Regions from separate parts of the Mus musculus genome. Here region 2 is linked to region 1. The links are chromatin contacts, called in public HiChIP or PLAC-seq maps. All regions are on one chromosome and are shown on one strand. Each heading gives the region's core, a stretch centred on a gene start, on an enhancer-like site or on the middle of the called end of the contact. The rest is flanking DNA. Distances are from core to core; before and after follow the strand shown. Region 1 has its middle 8.3 kb from the start of Gm45922. Region 2 has its middle 11 kb from the start of Gm32328.

What was found. HiChIP or PLAC-seq counts read pairs in DNA pulled down with a chosen protein or histone mark.
Region 2: a contact with region 1 is called in an H3K4me3 HiChIP or PLAC-seq map of neural tube, with 2.8 times the contacts expected there. The contact joins two enhancer-like sites. A contact is called at or near these places in 5 of 484 Hi-C or Micro-C datasets (the G1E-ER4 cell line, cerebellar granule neurons, cerebellum and 1 more), 12 of 115 datasets of contacts at active chromatin or transcription factors (bone marrow-derived macrophages, cardiomyocytes, craniofacial prominence and 6 more) and 1 of 9 other capture datasets (embryonic tail).

What each region holds. Positions count from the first base shown.
Region 1 is chr6:50,888,922-50,892,984 of GRCm38.p6, forward strand. No RefSeq gene overlaps it. Among named protein-coding and RNA genes, the nearest start is that of Gm45922, 8.3 kb to the left of the region's middle. Within about 2 kb of position 2,035, at least 104 of the 459 cell types and tissues checked have an H3K27ac peak or open chromatin away from gene starts, as enhancers often do. A contact at or near this core is called in the G1E-ER4 cell line, craniofacial prominence, embryonic basal ganglia and 1 more, where this site is marked.
Region 2 is chr6:51,175,598-51,180,164 of GRCm38.p6, forward strand. No RefSeq gene overlaps it. Among named protein-coding and RNA genes, the nearest start is that of Gm32328, 11 kb to the left of the region's middle. Within about 2 kb of position 2,349, at least 143 of the 459 cell types and tissues checked have an H3K27ac peak or open chromatin away from gene starts, as enhancers often do. A contact at or near this core is called in the G1E-ER4 cell line, craniofacial prominence, embryonic basal ganglia and 1 more, where this site is marked.

The DNA of each region.
Region 1 (4,063 bases), core at 785-3,284:
ACACCGCCATAAAACATACCCCCTCCTCTTTATCTTTTTTATAAACACATCAACATGCATGAAGGAATAAGTCAGGCTGTGGAAATCCTCAGTGGTAAGACACTTGCCTGATAGCTACAAAGTCCTGAGTTCCATGTGTAGCATTTTAAACAAATGCTGACATCCACAGAGATTGCTTTTCAGAAACAGCACTGCATACAGGACTACAACCTTTACTTAGAAACAGGAGTTCAAGTCATATAAAACTCTTTTTTTTTTTTTTTTTTTTTGAGTTTTTCGAGACAGGGCTTCTCTGTGTATCCCTGTCCTGGAACTCACTCTGTAGACCAGGCTGTCCTTAAACTCAGAAATCACCCTGCCTCTGCCTCCCAAGTACTGGGATTAAAGGCATGCGCCACCACTGCCTGGCTCAAGTCATTTAAAAGAAGGTATGCTGGTTAGTTTTCTGTTAACACAAACAGGGGTCATTGGGGAAGAGGGGATCTTTAATGAGAAGATTGGCCTGCCAGTAAGCCTATGGAAACATTTTCTTGAGTCATGATTGATCAGGGAGTGCAGAGCCCATTGTGGGTGGTGTCATCCCTAGGCCTGTGTCCTGTGTAGTATAACAGAGGAGGATGGGTAAGTCACAGGGAGTAAGCCAGCAAGCAGCACTCAGGGTATATTAGGAACAAAATATTTACTTAAATTTTATTCCTGGCTTAACCTTCATGGCTTGGACACCTTCGATGTTCTAGATCACTCTACTGAGCACAGAAGTACAAAGATAGAGGACACTAATTTCCTCCCAGAAGATTCCACATTAGGTAATGCCTTCCAAAAGTCTGAGATGAGGACCTCTAGTGCCCCTATATAGAATCTCCCAAGGTGATTTTGAAAAGCGAGAAGAGGGTATTGAGGATTGCCAATCCCTTGCTTGAGGGTCCTTCATGTAGACTATCTGGAACGCAGCAGCACTGACTGACCACTTTTCCATTTGATGGTCACACACACTGGCCTGGCAATGCCCAGAGATGTAGCCATGCATTCTGATCTTTGAGTGCAATGGTGCATTTTGCAGAATCGTGGAGTCTCTGAGTTTGTGTGTGTGTGTGGGGAGATGGGAGTGGGGAGGGTGGGGGGGCGCTTTGGAAAATGCCAGACCTGAACTCAGTTGGTGACCATATGAAACTCAGCCAAATCCTACCTCTCAGCCTTCACTGCTATCATCATATGTGTGGTGCCTGCCTCTGAGTGGTGTCCATTAAGTGAGATATTTTATACAGGGGTGTTGAATATACTGCCTTATTCACCGAAGGTGCTAGAAATACCATGCCATTGCCCTTGTCTTTCCCAAAGGCAAACCCAGGCACACCCCAATCTATGCCCCACTGTGGTACTAACCCCATCCCAGAGGCACTTCCAGGGAGATCAAGGGCACCCCAAACCTTAACAAAAATCCTGTCTCTGGAGCCTCACTATTCACTTCTAGCAGCTAAGGACTGGATCGCCTAGCCCCATTCCCCCCACTGCTCTCCTGTCATTACCCCACCACCACTTTTCTCACTCAGTTCTATGTAGTGGGAAACAGACAGTTCCCCAGGAGACTGCAGAGGCAGAAACCTGTTACCAGTTTTGTCAGCTCCTGAAATGGCAGATGGCTGCAGCCTGCAGCCTCTTGCTGTAGCCAAGATGTCTTCATCTGTCCTCCCAGGACCTCAGGAAAAATGCTACTGGCAAGAGAAGGAGGAAGGGATCAGAAGTCGGTATAAGGCCTTGCATCCAGAGGGCCCGTTATGGGTTTAGATGTGTGATGTGGGCTTAATGGTAGTCAGGGGGCAGGTGATTAGGCGCATCAGGCCGCTCTGATCGTCCCATACACAGCCCCTGATAGCTCCCAGCACTCTGAAGCCTTGTTTGCTTTCTCTGAGGCAGAAATCCCACAAGGTCTGCCCGCTGCCAGCTGTCGAGCTAACGAACTGTCTGCGTGCTGCTGAATGGGAGCCTGCAGCCTGGCGAGGCACAGCATCCCGGGCTGTCTCGAGTGTGATTGCCTTTATCTAACCAGTGCAGGCGCCCTCCTAATCAGGCGGCTGCTGGCCTCCAAGGGTCAAACCCGGACCATCGCTACCTAAACAAACAACGACGATGTCACCTTTGGGGGAAGACTGATAAGCAGTTGGCAGGCAGGCCACGGGCAAGAGAAGGCGCCAGCAGCCGGCAATCTGCGAAAGCCGTAAATATGCTGCAGTCTCAGCAGGGAGACGGGCAATATAGCCACCAAGAGGCCTTTGTTTAATGAGCTGTCAGAAAGCAGGCATGAAATTATGTTTGAAAACATGTGCAAGCTGCAGAGACAGAGTGGGGCCTATAAATGGACCTCTTCCTTCACCAGAGATGTTTGCAGCATCTTATCTGTGTGCTGGCTGTCGTCGGATGAAAGCTATCATTAGCAAACTAATGGTGTTTGAAAGCTACAAATTTCTCTCTCTCTTCTCTATTTTTGACTTAAATGGATTATAGACAAAAAATTTTTAATTGTTTTATTTTTCTTTCCTTGGGATTTTGGTAAACATGCAAATTGGAAGAGAATCAAAAACGAAAACAACAACAACAAAACCATCCAAAAATGTATCTGTGGAAGGGTGAAGGAGCAGTTAGGCTCAGAGGCTTGTCTCAGACAGTACTTAGCTTATTTTCTTCCCAGTTCTGTGGAGACCCCATTCAGAGAACTCTAATGCAACTCCAGCTACCGTTTTATTTCAATCAGGCCCATAAAAGGAGGCATAAATATAAAAGGAATTGCTCGCTGATAATCTGCATATTAAAATTAGTGGGTTTTCTGCCACATCAACCATCAAATCGAGAATGGTTTTCCAAGGGCTGGAAACTACCCTTGTGGGCCACATGGACGCCGAGTTTATCTCTGTGAAGGGTGAAACTTAAAGACTTTAAAAACATCTGCCAGGACGGAGCGGCTGGGCTGATTCAGGACCTACTTGGGCCGGGTCTCAACCTCTGAAATGAACGCGGACCTGATTGTTCTGATGTGGGCACAGTCAGGCAGCCAGGAAATGGCTTCAGCAGACCCAGTGTCCTACAGCAAAGCTGCTCCAGGAGAGGGGGCAAATCAGAAGGCAAATTTTCTTGGGACCCACCGTGGACAGACTGAGCAGGGCCTCTGTTGCCTTCCACTTTGGAGAAAGGGGGAAGGGGGTCCCTGAGTGGAAGCAAAATGAGCTAGAGGATCAGATTTTAAACAAAGAAAATTTGTAAAAATGAAAAAACAAAAAACAAAAAAACAAAACCTCCCACCAAGTTACATTAACAGCAACATTGCAGATCCTGCTGAAATATGAAAATGTTGGAAATCCATCAGACGTTGTGTGCTCAGATTAGCTTCAGATCCGGGCCTGGCACCCAAAGGTCCCATTCCCTCCCAAGTCTTTGAAACCATCTTTTTGCCTCTTTCTCCCGAGCAGTCAGAAATTCTAGGCACAGAGGTGGTTTGTCTATGTTAATGAGAAGGGGGAGCTGTACTCCACACTGGAGACCAGAGAAGTGACACCCCCCCCCAAAAAAAAAAGAAAGAAAGAAAAGCAAGATGTTATGGCCAGACTATGCTCTGCCCAAAGCAAGCACAAAAGGTGACCTTGTCCTTCTTAGTTCTCTAATTGGAGAGCAGGGACTGAGTATGCTAGAGCTGAAACTGCTCTGTGGACAGTTTTCTGGGGTTACCCTGTAAAGGCTGAGATTCTTTAGATCACTTTTAGGTTGGAAAAAAATTTAGCTTATTCCAGTTCACTAAATAGGGTATGAGTCCTTATTAGGTGATTATACTGTGCTAAGTACTGTGAAGTACTGTGCTAAGTACTGTGAGGACAGTTAAACCTGTGTGGCTGGACCCCACCCCTGTGTGTGTGTGTGTGCTTGTATATCTGTGTGTGTGTGTGTGTGTGCTTTTATATCTGTGTGTGTTTGTGTACATGTGTGCTTGTATATCTGTATGTGTGTGTGTGTGTCTTATGGTGCTGGTGTACCTGTGTGTGAGTATGTGTGTATGAGTGTGTGTGTTCTGGTGCTT
Region 2 (4,567 bases), core at 1,099-3,598, 290 kb after region 1:
AACCTCTCCGATTAACAAAGATACTACAGCAGTGGGCCGACTGGCCTAAAACAAATATCTAAAGGATCAAGAAAACCAAAATGGAGGGGAGAATCCATTACTGAACCTTAGTGAAGTCCCTTCTTTGCCTTGGAAAATTCAGGGGATGCAAATGTCCCTGGATATTATTAGATACTGAGATGTACATCCAAAAATAAGAAAAAGAAAGACAGACAAAAGAGAGATCAAAGCGTTTGTTATCTCCGATAAATAATTACTTTGTCACACGTGTAGATATTCTTTTGTCCTCAAAAGAGAAGGTGATGTGATTGTCTATAATGCTACAGGCTCAGACCCAAAGGACTACGTTTCCACCTTGGGAAAAAAAAATAACTCTAAACAAAATGTTAACGGTTTTCAATATTACATCAGCAGCTAGTAATAGCGTTAAATCCTGGTATGTGGGGGCTTGAAAAATTGTTCCTCTCCACTCCCTTCCCCCCACAAGTGAAAACTAATCTGGTCTCCAAAATAGAATATTCTTGATCTACCAACAAGGGACAGAGGACAAGGGACTGTAAAGAGAAGACCTACTGCATGTTCTACTGAAACATAAGGATCAAAAGCAAAAGGAAAAAAGGAAAAAAGAAAAAAAAAAACAATGACAAATTTGAAGAGATTTTCAGTCACATCTGTCCCAGGTGTCAGATCTCTCTGCTTGTGCTTTGGTTTTGGTTTCTGCAATGATCCACCAGCCCTGTGGTGCATATACTCCAGCGATGCAGCTGCAGCAATGCAACGCTGTCTCGGTCCCTGGGTCAGGTGTGAAGGCTGCTAAGAAGCCTGGAGAGCCAAGACCCAGAAACCCCTGAGCCCGGCGTGCAGGCTTGCAGAAAACCATCGGGTTTCTTGGTTTCTTGGTTTGTTTGTTCAATCCCAGCCCTGCATGGCCAATTGCTGGTAAATATTCTTTGGAATTAAAATGATTCACTAACAACCAGTGCTCTTTTGGGAGGATCCTGGTCTATCCAAACCAAAAAAAAAAAAATGTGACTTTTTCTTTTTACATTTAAAGTAAATGTAAACGTCAAAACAAAAATGTAAATGTGTTTACATTCCTGAAGACCTGGGCGAGTTTCACACTTTGGCTCAGGTTCCTGCTGAGCCAGAGGCCTGCACTTGGATCAAGAATTCTCAAGATCTGGTTCTCCATTTTGAGGGGACTCAGCTCTGAGGTGCCTTTATTCATTGCTGTGGTACAAAGGTTTGGTTTTTTTTTTTTTTTCTTTTCTTTTAAAGGAATAGGAACCTATTATTTACATCCGTTCCTTGAGCAGATATTTATTATCTGTAGGAATATTTAAGGGTTTGTAGTGGGCCAGCCACCTCTGACAGGAGCCATCACCTCACACTTCAAGCTAATGGACCACACGGTGGCCACATTTAATTTATTAGGGTGAGAAGTTACTGCAGGGGAGAAGGCCTTAAAGAGAAGGTCTTTTCTAAGAAGAGAAGACCTGGCCCACCCTGTACCTACAGCTTAGATTATATTTTTGCCTCAGAATAACACAACCACACACGATTCAAAATGTGAAAACAGTTTCCTTACAGTTTGATTCTGATCCGGGGCCCACTGATGCTCAGGAGTCTGAATGCTAGCAAATGGAATACTAAATTTTGGGTGCACGTTGTTGAATCACTAATTTTAATAATAGAGATAACACTGCAAGTCTGGCCAGGTGTGGTGCATGCCTGTGAGATTCCAGTTCTGGGGTGCATGGAACAGAAGGATCAAGAATTGGAGATTAGCCTGAACTATACAGGGAAACCCCGTCTTCAAATAATCAAGTAAATTCTAAGAATAAAATAAATAAGTAAATAAACAAAAGGTCTGTTCTCACCATCCACAGAAAAAAGGAAATTATTAAGAGAAACTGTAGTTGAAAATTACACCAAGCACTCCAATGTTCACACTGAGCCGAAATAGAGGAACCTGAGAAGGCAGTATAATTAGCAGGGAACTTTGCAGGATTTTTCACTTCATTAAGGCAATAGATCAAAACAAGCAACACGCAAATCCTTAATAGCCATGCTACTGTGATAAACTCAAGAATGCTCAGAAAACTTGCAGCCGGCTACCTGGTGGTAATATTAATGAGTTTTAAAAACAGAATATTTCAATGGCTCCATTTCCTCCTAAACTTCAAGGCAACCTAAGTTCTCTAAATATTGTCATTACCACGACCGACAGAGGGAACCCGATCCGATTTGGTTCTAAAACAAAATGGGATATTAACCGTGTTTGTTTTCACTTTGATCCATAGGAAATAGGTCCCGCGCCCTGTGACCCATTAAACTAATAAGATTATACACGTCCACAGAGCGGAGCTTCTAATTGTTTCCATCTGTCCCAGATCTTTGCGTTTTAAAAATCGGTGAAAATAGAGCTTGAGTTACGAAAAAGAAAATATACCAACAGCGCAATCACGACAAAGCTGGGCCACTTGAACTACACATGCAACAAATTACAGAGGAAGACTAGGTGGGAGGAAGGCAAAATAAAGCCAGAAACACAATAATCAATAATGTAGTTGATCGGGGTTCCCGCTCGCACTTTCCGGACGACTAACACACCCTTGGGAAAACCAGCCAATCAGAAACGCTTCCTGAAGACATTCTATACCTCCCCTCCTCCTCATAAATATTTAAATAGAGTTCGAGATTTGTGATTTAAATATCCAAAGAATTTTCTGCACAGGCTCATCATTCATTGGATTGTTCATTACTGGGTGGAACTAGAGGGAGGGGCATTAATTCAGTGCTCTCATTTGCTAATTATGCCTTTCTTGCGTCATCGTTGCTAGACCAATCCTTGAACTTCACTTTGGACCTTTCCTTTTTCCCCCCTCCTCGCCCCTCCCTTCTCGCCACGCCCCTCCCCCCCCCCCCGCCTCCAGCACTCTCCCGCCACTCCTCCCCCTCGTAGCAGCTCCAGCCAATAGTGTGGCTGCATGTAAATAACGTTGCCTGGTTGTTTCTCCGCCCAGCGCCCGCCTCTGAAGAAACACGAGGCGGGCACGGCGCGGCGTCGCTTGGGGTCCCTGGCTCCACCTTCTTTAGGGCGGGATGCTGCTTGCTCATTGGCTAGGTTAATAATTGTCGCGCGTGCTATTTTGCATAAAAACGGGAGTTCCCTTCGTAACTGGAGAACTCGCGTCGCTGTGGGAGGGGTGCGGGGGGCGGGGTTGTGGGCGGGTCCTGGCAGCCTCGCCCAACTTGCTCCGCGATCCTAAAGGGAAGGATTGCTTTTCCGAACCAAAAAAAAAAAAAAAAAAAATCTTTATAATGCATCCTCTTAAGGGAATTATATATTCCTAAACTCATGTTTTCGTTTTCTTTAATAAATCGTTCAGGGTTGTGCCATGAAATACATATTACCCACACACCCTCCGAATTAATTTCCTTTCAATCTTAATGTACTCTACTGCAGCTAGTCCTGTGTGGGAGCAATCTTTATAAGAAGTTTCTCTTTATTAAAATTCGTGGTTGTTTTACTATGGATTCCTTGCTCCGACAATTTTCAAAGACTTGAATTGAGTAGTAGAGTGTAAAAACCAAAGAGAGACAGAACTTTCTTTCAGACTAACCACTCCGTGGATTGTTTGTCAATGAGGCAAGTGTTAAAATTCTTTCCAAAGGGAAAAGGCCCCAAGGATATTCGATTGGCGTTGTAAAATAAAAATTGTTCTTGAGAAGTGTGTTTCCTTTTTTTCTTATGAACTAAACATAAAACCTACCTTTTCGATACTGTTAAAGTACCGGGTGGCAAACACTTGGAAAAAACGAATGAATGGACAGGTAATCGGGACCCTGAATTTTAAAAATACCATCTGTCATTTCGGTAACATTTCTTCAACTTTTAGAAACAAAATTATCACACGTAGCTCATCTGCTTGAACTCAAGTATGGGAGTGTTCGATGCTCAGTGTCGACTACACTTTAAAGACTACATGGTCAATGAGGCTTGTTAATTAATTAATTAATAATAATAATAATAATAATAATAAAGTAAAACGGGAAAGATTCTATTTCTCTTGGCAAAAAAATAAAAATCATAACAAAACTAAAATAGTCTCCCCTCCCACCTAGCCACCCCCCTTTTAAAATTCTCTTTATTCCCTGTTTGGTAGACACTTTTTCACACAGGAATGATTGCTGAGGCCAGTAGCTTCCAAAAGTGGAAACCTGGTCAGCTCCGGAAGAATGAGTTTAGGGGAATTAGGGAAAAAGAGAAGTTTCACGTGGGGTTAGTGTGAGCCAATTTTTTTTCTTTAAAACATTTTCTGATGTGTAATAAAATTAAGAAAAACTGTTTTAATAACTGCCCCTGGATTTACATCAGTTCATTGATGACATTTAACTCCAGTCGTATATTTCAGTCTTGAAAGTAAGTGGTTGCGTTGTTTTATGCCTCCTACATGATATTATATCCACAAATATTCCAGTGATTAAATGTTGAAGTGCGCATTAATGTCTATAATATTACAGGTAATTAATCATGCACATCCGCCTCCATTCAAGAAACATG